Regions from separate parts of the Hordeum vulgare genome. Here region 2 is linked to region 1. The links are chromatin contacts, called in public Hi-C maps. All regions are on one chromosome and are shown on one strand. The core of a region is the stretch at or near the end of the contact, and the rest is flanking DNA. Distances in the headings are between cores, read along the strand shown.

What was found. Hi-C and Micro-C count contacts between places; a contact is called where the count stands out from the background.
Region 2: a contact with region 1 is called in a Hi-C map of leaf, with 5 times the contacts expected there. The contact joins the promoter of LOC123448845 here to the enhancer-like site in region 1. A contact is called at or near these places in 4 of 6 Hi-C or Micro-C datasets (leaf and seedling).

The regions. Positions count from the first base shown.
Region 1 is chr4H:434,380,568-434,386,678 of MorexV3_pseudomolecules_assembly, forward strand. No RefSeq gene overlaps it. Among protein-coding and RNA genes, the nearest start is that of LOC123446567, 41 kb to the right of the region's middle. Within about 2 kb of position 2,909, at least 3 of the 3 cell types and tissues checked have open chromatin away from gene starts, as enhancers often do. A contact at or near this core is called in leaf and seedling, where this site is marked.
Region 2 is chr4H:434,646,186-434,652,296 of MorexV3_pseudomolecules_assembly, forward strand. LOC123448845 (myb-related protein P-like) reads left to right here and starts at 2,414. Exons shown (of 3, transcript XM_045125868.1): 1 at 2,414-2,857; 2 at 3,052-3,181. The coding sequence starts at 2,725.

The DNA of each region.
Region 1 (6,111 bases), core at 1,659-4,158:
CCTTTTTCTTTGCATCAACTCAATATTCACTTCATTTCTATCCCATTCAAAGGCCACTTGGGTAGTGGTCCGATCCGGCTATTAATGTTGTATATTATGTTATGGTCCCTAGTCCCCACGGTCCGTACATGACGGAATCCAACTTGGGAAAATCGTGTGAAGGTCCAAAGAGAAAATCTCAGTGATGCTACTCCCTCCATCACGGTTTTAAAAACACGGTTAAATTTACGTGCGTTTTCATAATAAACAAGGTATAAGGCACATTACATTTACTCCTAGTAACTAATTAGTATTTTGATGTACTATTTTTTATCTATATGCATAGTGTGAATGTTATTTTTGAACTCATCTCACAGTCAATCAATAACCACCTTGGTTCTAGAGAATTTTCAAAAACGCCTTCTAAACCGTGATGGAGGAAGTATTATGTGTATTATGCTCTATTATTGGTATGTTGTTTTGTCTTTCTCGGAAAGGGAAAGCCAAAAGGATACTAATTACAGCTGGTCCTTGTGAGGGCATAATATTAAAATCTAGTCGAGGCATCAAGCATGCATCCAAGAACAAAAAAAGGAAGAAAAGCAACGCGCCTGAAAACTTGCAACAGACATCAGCAACTCCACCTTCCTTACAACATAAGAGTTGCGAGAAAGGCTCTCCGAAACCCACACATTCGAAGTGGAAACAACGCTCAAGCCCCGCTGTGGGATCTGACCAGTACACATCAAATATTGGGTTTTCACCCTAGAGATCATGTCTTAGCAGATTCTAGAGCAATTGTTCTAACAAAGACATGATGAAGAAACACGTCAATTGTCTGGTGTAGCCATAGAATGACAGGCGTAGGGTTTTCACCCACGAGATCGAGACCTGATTCTCGAAGAGCGCCGCCAAAGCGAAAACATCATGTGTTGCCACCAGGTTTGCCAAAGAAAATAGAGTACGAAAAGGCATCCACACGGCATGATCATGAAAAATTGAAATTGAAATTGTTATTTCGTATTAATGTTTAGAGATAGCCTCTTGCATGCACATTCTTGGTATAGAGATGACAACACAATCAAATCTACTGGCTGGACAAAATGTCACAGAAGGCAAAGGGTTAAAAATCTCTGAGAGCCATCTCAAGCGCACACAGACCGACAATGACAATGACACCGAGACATGGTGAAAACGTCATGTGTGATGCAGGTTGTAGCCACACTACCCCAAATCCGTCGATGCACGTTTCTGGTTGCCCATGTCATTGGCATTTCGTCACTGCCACTGTGAACCAGACCCGATCCGCCGCTAGATCATGTATCCATGTGGGATGTAATCGATCATGCAGTCACGCTTATGGTTGGAGCTGGCTGGTGATCTAAGACGATATTTTTCCTTCCTCATTGAAGATTATTTTTCATTAATTATCCTTCATAGGATAGAATAGTCCAGAGACATATGTGTACTAAATAATAGATATACATTATTTGCAATTTATTTTCTACTCACGTGAATATAAGGTGACCCAAAACAACTTATATTTTGTAAAATAATATAATATATAACAATCAGTAAGAAATATATTGGCATTTTTAATGAACATGTGTGGATTATTACATTGACTCAAGAGAAGTGGCAAAGGTAATTGAACCTAGATGAGCATGTGCGGAAGCATGTGGAGACATAATATTGTACTAGTCATGGAATACAACTACAATACATTTATTTATAAGGTTGGTTGAAGTAAGAGAACCACATGGTTTGGCTACATGACTTCAATTTTTAGATTTAGTTTTTGGCGGAACATTTCTCAAAAATATATTGGTAGGAAGATAAAATAAACGATGAAGAGTCCAAGAGAGACATCGATTTATTTGTATGCAAATCTATGATTTCAAGTGGCGGACCACATATCTCACATCAATGTTAACGTATCATCCACATGGGCTTAACCATCAAAAACCTAATGATTTAATCAATTCTTTCGAGACCATATTACTACAACCTTTCCTTTTTATCTTAAATTATGAATGCATGCATACAGTTGGACTTTCATTAGGATCCATTTTATTGACAAAATTTATCACTACTTTAGCTACTTTTATAGCTTAAAGTAAATAAAAATATAGGCATCAACCATCTGTTTCAGAATAGCTATCTAGATACAAATAACCATTGGGGAAATTATATCTAGTACAATATAGTGCAGTAAATTTAGCCATCTATATGCGCGGTTCATCAGATTTTTTCACTATTTTAATCCATAAGACGTAAATAATTCAGAGAATGAACTCGATCTGAAAGTATTTCCGGATCTGACCCATTTAGAAACGCCAGAGCCCGTGGCGTTGCTGCTCCACGTTTGTAAAAACGTCAGACTACCGTGGTGTTTTTGGTCCACATTCAAACGGCAATTTATCATGAGTTGCAGCCTCACGCCGAAACACCAATGACAAACGTCCTACCGCGCAGAACCAACATCTGCATCTGAGCAGCAGCATGGGGCTTTCTCCATCTGCCATCTGCCATGGAGCAGCGCGAAGGACGTCACAAGACGAGCTAGTGCTAGGCGCGGCCGTAGTGTGGTGTGTGCACCCTGCCACCGGTCCTATCGGCGCGTGGGACACCGAACTAACTCCCTGTAGGCACGCAGGCTACCAGTTAATTAGGTCAGCATGCATGCATGCATGGATGCTCGGCCGCTCGCTCATCATAAACTAGGCACAGGAATATAATCTGGCAAAGATAGATAAAGAGATGCGACGCAGAATGCACAAAGGCACGTACGTACGGCCATGCCCTTTGCACTGCTGCTGCTAGCTTGATTGAGATGGTGCTAACCAGCTCGAGTTAGGCTGGACTGACAGGGATGGCCGCGTGGGTGGTCCATCGGGCAGTAGGCCGGTTCGGAAGAGAGCAGACGCCGTACCGGACGGGCAGGCACCGAACGACGCGCGCGTGCGCTGCACTGCACTGCGCCGGGCCGATGCCAGTCGAGGAGGACCCCGCGCGCGCGCCGATAGGACCGGTGGCAGGGGGCACGCACCACACTGCGGCCGCGCCTAGCACTAGCTCGTCTTGTGACGTCCTTCGCGCTGCTCCATGGCAGATGGCAGATGGAGAAAGCCCCATGCTGCTGCTCAGCTGCAGATGTTGGTTCTGCGCGGTAGAAACGTTCATGGCGTTTGTCACCTCGGTGGCAACGTCAAAGTCATTGGCGTTTCGGTCTGAGGCTGCAACGCATGCTAGACTGACGTTCCAATATGGATCAAAAACATCACGGTAGATTGACGTTTTTATGTGGAGCAGCAATGCCACGAGCTCTGACGTTTTTAAAAGGGTCAGATTCGAAAATACTTTTAAACGAGTTTATTCTATGAATTATTTACGTCTGTCTTATGGGTTAAAACAGTGAAAAAAAACCAGGTTCATCTAGCTATTCATGAAACGAATGGCGAAGTAAAGTAGTATACATCAGCACTGTAGAGTCAGCTGAAACCTACAGAGATCCATTAAGCCTAGGTTGCTAGGTCTCATAAAATATAAGGTACATAATTGTATAGGGAGTGGATGGTCTAGGAATTGACGAGTTATGCTATATGTGTGAATTTGTATGGATTTATCAGGTAAGAACGACAATGTAATTCACAAAAATGTTTATATTTTTCATCTTTAAGACATTTCTAAAGTACTCGCATAAAGTATATTCCTAGTTAAGGGATTGATAAAGCTAAAAATTCCTTAAATTTAAGACTTCCATTGGTATCTTCATAGATGGGTGATATCGGCACCGGACAACCTTAGAAAGCGTAATTTCAAGGAAATATAATTTATGTGTTTAAAAGTAGATTTTATATCTCCATTGGAGGCTATATAGTCATATATGCGTCGACTCTATATGTCGTCTTTTGTTTCAGCGTATAGAGAAGAGGGATCTTCTTATGGCAGCATGTATAACTAGCTGGAGAGAGAAGTCAAGGAGGTTTTGGTCTGAATGGATGACGGTTTAGCAGTCGGATCAGTCTACCAATACATTCAGATGTATCCGTTTCGTCGAAGTATGTCATCATACTGTCGGTGCGATCGGTATTGGTTTCCACCATGCGCATCTTGTTATGCAAAGTCTAATGTGTACTTACTAAAGGTTAAATAGTTAAAGGGAATGTGATATTCCAAGCCCATTTGGGCTCAAGTCCTGATGTTCATATTATATTTGAATATCTTTTAAGACCTTTATCAATGCGTATTAAATGGAAGGAGATATTTCCATTGAATATTAAATGTCTACTATGACTTCATAAATTTAAAAATAATATGTCAGTTTAATTTTTAGAAGGTGTTTACAGAAATAGATTATGCGTGTATGCGTTTATAGGAATGAATTTATACGCGTATATATAAGAGCAACTTCAATGGGGCGATCCGTTTCGTCCGCGGTCGTCCGTTTGAGACCGCACGGACAAAAATAATGAGCCAACACGCGGATCCATTGCTAAAAAGCGTCCGCTTAACGTCCGCGTCGATCCATTTTCGGCTCAAATTTGGGATTGGAATGGGTCTGCGCGGACGCGAAACGGGTCTCTCGGTGTCCGCATGTGGCCGGCCTGACCCACTTGTTACACAACCAACCAGCCACCTCTACCTGTTTATTTTATTCGCTGGCCCATCCCCACCGTCTTCCTTTCATTATTATATTATCACAATGTTGTCATCCACTTGCTTATCGTTGGGTGCATATGTTGATCCATTTAAAAAAAACAGACATGAACAGACCGACGAACGACCCAAACGGATGAAAAGCGAATAAAATAGCCGTCCGTTTGGATCGATTGCGTTTATGCTATGTTAAAAAATCTAATGTACACTTTACAAATTTGTATTCTCTTTACCGAAAATCGTAAAGTGGTGTATTTGGAGTGTAAAAACCGAGAAATGTGCCATGCATTTCCGGACATAGAGTGCTGCCTAAGACTGACCATAGTGAGGTATCATAGCTAGTAACATAGTCTTGGAACTAGCAGACATGGTGATATGGCAAGTAATTAAAGAAGAGAGAGAGGATTAGAGTAACATAGATAGATACTGTAACATGTTAAATGTTATGCTATTATGTGTCATGCATGTCAATAAATGAGATCATCTATAATACTAGTTTATGTTACTATGCACTATGAAGATAGTATCATACAATACTAACATATACATAGTACTACTATATGTTACTTTCCACTATAAGCAGCCTAATTGCTCGCTAGCCGCCAAGGATAAGGTGTCAGGGTGTCGAGGGAACCATCATGCCATAAATGAGTACCCGATCAATCAGTGAAGGCATGATGCCGCCCCCAAACGGCAGGGGGCGCTTTACGACGAGACCGACACCGGGCCAGTCGTCGTTCTCCAGGACCGATCCCGAGACGCAGCGCCCTTGCGGTTCACTCGTTTTGCTCTCTTGGTCATGCCGTGCGCCAAGAACCATGAGGCGCTCCATGGAGACACATCGCGAGGAGAAGGCCGAGTTCGTCGACACCCACAAGTTACTTCTGCAACCACTGTAGAAACACGTACACTAGCGATTGGGAGATGAGTTAAAGCGCATATATGTGGTGTGACACAACGAGCAGTGCGACCGAGCACACGACCAATTAAAAGTGCTTTGCTAGTTCGTCATTTATTAGTTGATTAATTAACATGCCAACGTTAAAAGAGATTTCCATCCTCGTCATTCACTAGTTGATATATTAACAGTTCTACTAGGTTAAGCGACCAACTAAAAGTGATTTGCTACTTCGTCATACTAGTAGCATGGTTTGGAAAATTTAGTGTGCTAGAAACATAAGAACTCAGTAGAAAACAGTCGTGCACGTCCTGTTGTTTCTCGTCAGCTCCTCTACCGGATCTTGCATAGGTCTTGCTTCCCCGGTCGCGACCAGTCTATGTCCGTGTTAAATATCCATGCCGCCGTGTTTCTTGTTTGTCGTCGCGACCGATCCACGCGTGCACAGTGGACTCTCATTGCGTGCTATGGCTAGTATCCACGTCTCCAACTGTTTAGACGAAGAGAAGGATTAATGAAATAGTTGTTGTATTGGTTGAGTCTCATATATATATATATATATATATATATATATA
Region 2 (6,111 bases), core at 1,164-3,663, 270 kb after region 1:
ATTAATTTACGTCCTAGAGTCCTAATTTCAGTCTAACCCGGATTTCCCGACTGAAACTTCAACATGATCTTGTTTTGCCTCTTTAGGTTGCATACGACCTCTTATCGAGACAATATATGTTTGAAAATCAATCGGCTCGACGAGACGAAACTTTTTCATGTTGTAAGTTTTTTCATTAGATGTCGTCTTGAGGGCCGAACAGCTCGCGCGACCCATCGAACAATTGTTTCATCTCTCGCCCCACATTTCACCATGTGGTAAGACCGGATTCAGATGACTACAAATTCTGCATACGACCTCGCATTGAGACGATTTTATATCAAAATTGGTCGTTTCGACGAGACGAAGACAATCCGTGAAGAATACTTTCTCATTTGAGGTCGTCTTGATGCTCAATCGGCCGAATGTCACTCGGGAAGCAAAATTCTAGCATTTTGAATACAGTTTCGGTCCATAAGATGAGATTGGATAACGATGATATAGTCATCAAAATTGTTTCATTCGGTATTGTAAAACTTCTTCCTTGGGAACACCTTTTCATTTGAATCCATCTCAATAATGTTTTCTTCCATATCAACATCTAGTGTCAACGCCCAACACCTCGATCATTAAATCATCATTGTGTGTAATCTTTTCCTTCCAACTAACAACTGGAATAGTGGCACCAAGGAAGAAGAAGGTAAACGATACGAGTCTATGAAACTAGATTGACAACAAGAACGGATCGAAGATTGAACAGGACGGAAAATAGAAGAAAATGATATAGAATAATGGCTGGATGAAGTATTATGATATACCCCTCGGTCCTATAATATAAGAGCGTTTGTTATATTAATGTAAAAACACTCTTATACTCCCTCTTTCCGAAAATACTTGTCCTACAAATAGATGTATCTAGACTTATTTTAGTTATAGATACATCTATTTTATATATTTTTAGGACAAGTATTTCCGGACGGAGGGAGTGTTATATTATGGAATGAAAGTAGTACACACCGGATACTGAATTTTCCTCTCTTTTCAGGCAATTTCAACCCAAACAAGTTTTTGAATCACGGCACACATCAACGGTCATGGGAGGATGTAGAGCTGCATGTCTCCGCACCTGCGTGTCCACGCGAATTTCCGTCGACCATGATGAATCTAGGTGTGCAGGCCCGTCTCGAAGGTATATACCTCATGTCACTTTCGAGGCATTATACGCACTAATGCAAACGTCACAGCGAGGCATGATACGGAGGGACCGATCGATACGCTGGACCGGGAAGGACACCGAGCGCCGGCCCCGATCGATCGATTTGCCCACCTCGATCGAGCTACTAGAGATCAACAGCCGCAGAGACCGAAAGGGAAGGCTCGGTCGGAACACAGCGTCGTCGATCGAGGCACACGCGGAAATCTTCAGGATTACTCGCCCAAGGCCGAACAGGTCGCCCGGCCCGTTTTTTCTTCCCCGCGAGTACACAGGACAGACACGAACAGCGCAGCTCACGTTGCGTGACAAATCACAGTCGTCGTCATAGCGCAGCTAGCTTGTAGCATGCGTAATGGGAACACACTGGTTATACTGCCCGTGTTTTCCTTTTTGCGAGGAAAAGTACTACGCGTGTTAGGTGCGCGCGTGCGCGTCATGTTGTGTTGCATCAGGTTTGGTCGATGTGCGTATCGTCTTGTGTTGCATCAGATTTGGTTGATGTGTGAATCGTCTTGTGTTGCATCGGATTTGGTCGATGTATTCCGGATCTCATGCTTCGTACAGCAAACGTGAACACTAGGAGATATCTTCCGAATCAATGTATGGAATCATTTTTTCAATACGTACTCCAGTTTCATCTGCATCGCTTTGCCATTTGGCATGCATGCATGGTGATACTCGCTTTATTAACCAAAAAAATACTGTAATGTTTATAGAGATACAAAGTCATTCGTGGATCGGAAAACCATACCAGACGACCAACATGAAGAGATGAAGCATATCTAGGGTAGGGAGCATGTAAGTAGAAGCTCGGGCGGAGAAGATTACGAGCTAGCTAGGAAGAGATGAACCTTGAAGCATATACATCGGAAGCCTTGTTTATATATCTTCTCCATGCAGTTCCGGGATATACAGTAGCTAGTATACGAAATTGTATATCTACGTACTCGGGGCAGCCTGATCTGATGGTAAACAGATACTAGTATTTCGCTTTCCGAAGATCCTCGAGTAAATACACAGTACACGGGGGCCGGTGTGTATAACGATCCATGTGCGCGGACAACGTGGTCGCTGGAGAGGCCGCGAAGAGGACGATGGTGAGGCCTTGCGCCACGACGCCCAAAGGTCCCGGGGCGCCCACGTACCCCTGCCTCCAGCCACACGGCCGCTCAGGCCCCTACTCGGGGCAAAGTTTAATTCCCGATCCTACGTACCAGTAACACCGTCTCCCCGGCCCGGGCCGACGCCTCGCGGTGCTATATTATGGCGCCTTGCCTTGCCGCCTGCGTGGCCGAAGCTAGCTCGATCACCTCCCTAGCTATAGATCAGGGCCGCCAAAGGAAGATCATCGCCCATCCCCTTGATCTCTCACACTAACTCCTTTTGGACGCGAGCGCGGATCGACTACACGTCTACACCCACCGCGCTCGACCTGCTATAGTATCTAGCTAGCTAGCCTCGGCCGGCGACAACGGGCGGTTTGCTCGTGTGTTGGGAGATATATAGGGAGGCTCGTCGTATACAAGGGGATGGGGAGGGCGCCGTGCTGCGAGAAGGTGGGGCTGAAGCGGGGAAGGTGGACGGCGGAGGAGGACGACATACTCGCAAACTACATTGCCCAGCACGGCGAGGGCTCATGGAGGTCTCTACCCAAGAATGCAGGTAAATACTTATGGCATAAGCCCATGCATGTGCGAGCTAGAGCATCATTCATGACTAGTTTAGCTACTTCTTTGCCTGCAGCAGCAGGTACTATATACTTGATTAGCTGAAACTTATAGCACATATTAACTAGGAATTTCATCACTACCATGCATGCATGTATGTTAATCTGTTCCTGCTCCCATTGTATACAGGGCTACTGAGGTGTGGCAAGAGCTGCAGGCTGCGGTGGATCAACTACCTGAGAGACGGGGTGAGGAGGGGCAACATCTCCAAGGAGGAGGACGACCTCATCGTCAAACTTCATGCCACCCTTGGCAACAGGTACGAGTCTGTGGATGCTCCTAATTTCGTTTACCTTTAATTTTAACAGGTAGTAACTCGCTATACACATAATTAATGAGTAATAAAAGTTCCATACCGCATGCATCTATCGGCAGGCGAGCCTTTTTAAAAAAAATAAAAAATGAGAGTCACAGGCTCACAACCACATGGATCATGGATCAGTCCAAAAGAGGTAAGTAAAAATAGTGCTAGTGCATTGACTACTGTTTCTGGCAGCACATGACTTTGTCACCTGCGGTCAGAAACTGGCAACCGTGAAAATGCTCCGATGGAATATGATTAGTAAAAGAGCTCTGTAGGCCGTATGCGTGTACCACAAAATTAGACGACATCCGACTGTTTAGGTCGAGAGTTCAGATATCACATCCAGTATGCTACTGTACATAAACTTGTACTACAACGTCCGACAGTTCGTGTTGAGAGTTGAGGCATCACGTCTAATACGCTACTATACATAAATCATGCTGTACTGCTCGTCTCATGACTGAGAATTAACACATGCGTCACTTCGTTTTCTCGTCCGTCGTCGTTTCATGTGCTTTTTCTACTGTGCATAATTAATATAATGCTGTCTTTTCTGTCAGGTCACTTTTTAGCTATAGTGTGTTCGTCGCTAGTTGCGTCCAAACCTATGGCGGAAGGGCATGGCGCGTCTGCAGTCTGATCGCTCCTCTCTATCGCCATAAATGCACGAAACCTTCTAGCCTCTAGGCAACACACGCGCGTCCTGCATGGCCAGCCCGGCCCTCTCTGTCAAGAAAGGTAGCCAAGCTCGGTAATTTGTAGAGCGTGGAGAGATACACGTAGGCGGATGCATGGTCTGTCAATGCTTGACTACATATTTGTGTCTTCAGTGCCCGCACGTAGTCCCTTTAACTCCAACACAAACTTGCTTGCCTATAGTACGTAAAAAAAAACTATTTCTTTCCCTTTCTGTCTAGAAAAAAACACCTGCACGGGACGTGATCAGTGATGTATGCTTTCCCGTGTTGAAACGCATATATAACGCACAAGATAGCTACCGCTAGCAGCTAGCCAGTGGGATTTTCAACACCTAGGTCCAATCCCCTTTCTGTCTCTCCACCTAGGTCCAATCAGTGGGATTTTCAACATATGTGTATTCATTAAAAAATATGTTTTTTGCGGGGTCAATTAGAAAATACTGCCATTGTTTTTATTTATTCTGCATATTAGTTTGTACTAAATTAAACTTTATAAAGTTTGATCAAGTTTATAGGTAACAATTTAAACTTTTACAATACTCCTAACAAATATATGTGATATAAAAGTATATTGAATGATGATTGTAATAGTAATGATTGGTATGTGGATGTTAATAATTTGTTACATAAACTTGGTCAATGTTTGACTCGAAACAAAGTTAATATGTGAAGTAAACAAAAATGAAGGGAGTATATATTATTAGTAAAAAGTAAAAAAAATTTATTGCAACACAACAAAAAATATTCTCATGTAAATATTGCAACAATATTACCTCGTTCCAAATAGTACCATCAGATTTGTCGTGCAAACATTTCCATTCTTTTCTGACAATTTGTACCTATAAATTTAAATAATGTTATGAGGAACATATTGAACCACATGATTGTGTCTTTTTTGTGTGTGTTTTTTGTGTGTGTGTCCAGAATAGCATATTTAAGAAAGAAGGGAGTAGATGACTTCAAGGAAAACATATAACAAATATCTCTCTCCACTTTCCAACTAAAAAATCTCCCCCTTTCTAACTTTTTTGGGCTCTCTCTCTCTCTCCCTCTCTAACTTTCATTGCTGATAATTTGAACCAAGCGAAAATACTATCGCTATATGCTTCACGGAAAACAACTTAAATGTTGCAGACACACACACACATATATCTACAGTAAATAAAGGTTGCATAATAAAAAAAATGATATACCACCAATCTTTAGCCAAGTTAAAGTTGCTTCAATTGTCAAAGCCGCTGTTTTCGGTTCCGACTGACAAAGTGGGTATAAACTATAATTTCGCCAATTGCGACATTGTAGCATATCCACTGTCCACATTCCATCACTCATTTAAACTCTCGGGCCTCTCTCATTTCATACGTGTTTAGATGAATGGTTAAATGTATGAAAGAGCTTAGCAATTATACTCCTCAATGCGTAGGTGTGTATCGTCTTGTTGCTAAGCTTTCTTCATTTATTTACTTGTAGATTATAAACTGTGTTTTTATGTAGTGGAGATTATTTCTTCCTGGGTCATGAAGCTCCTCTTTCTCCTACCTGGCGACGTTTTTTTTAATTGCCTACTTCGATAGTCTTACCATCTGCACAAAGCACTATTCTCCTCACGCGAGCTAGCTAGGTTGGTGATGTGTATACCTTCACTAATCTGCTTCACCTTTCACGTCAAGGAAACAAGAATCAAACAATCAGCTCTCTTGTCAATTAAGCCGTCACGTTCTTCCTGCGAGGGTTAATTTGCAGTTCTTTCTCGTGACGACTTTTCTGTGACACTCCATCATTATCATGCAAGATATGATGTTTTTTCTTTTGTTTCATTGACGAAATCACGAAAAATAAAGCGCCCACTTTCATTCATTGGCTGTCGAATACATCTGGCTCAGGAGTAACTGTCCATGGGCCCAGTAGGTTTAATGCAGGGCCCACGTGTCTTAAATGTTTTCAGCCTTTACGTTGACAAACACTGATGCTGAGAGCTGAGGGGACCCTGAGGTCCAGGGCTCTACTTGGCTGCAAGCAACTGCCCGGCAAGTTGTCTAAACAAAAAACAAAAAAAAAAAACTGCACGTCGAGTGTACGGTGCTGAGCTTTCTGCGCTTTACGACACGCTTCTAGCCCACACGCACCTGATAACGCCACATCAGCGGCCTGTGTGAATGCACCAGTAATAGTACTACAAGTAGTACG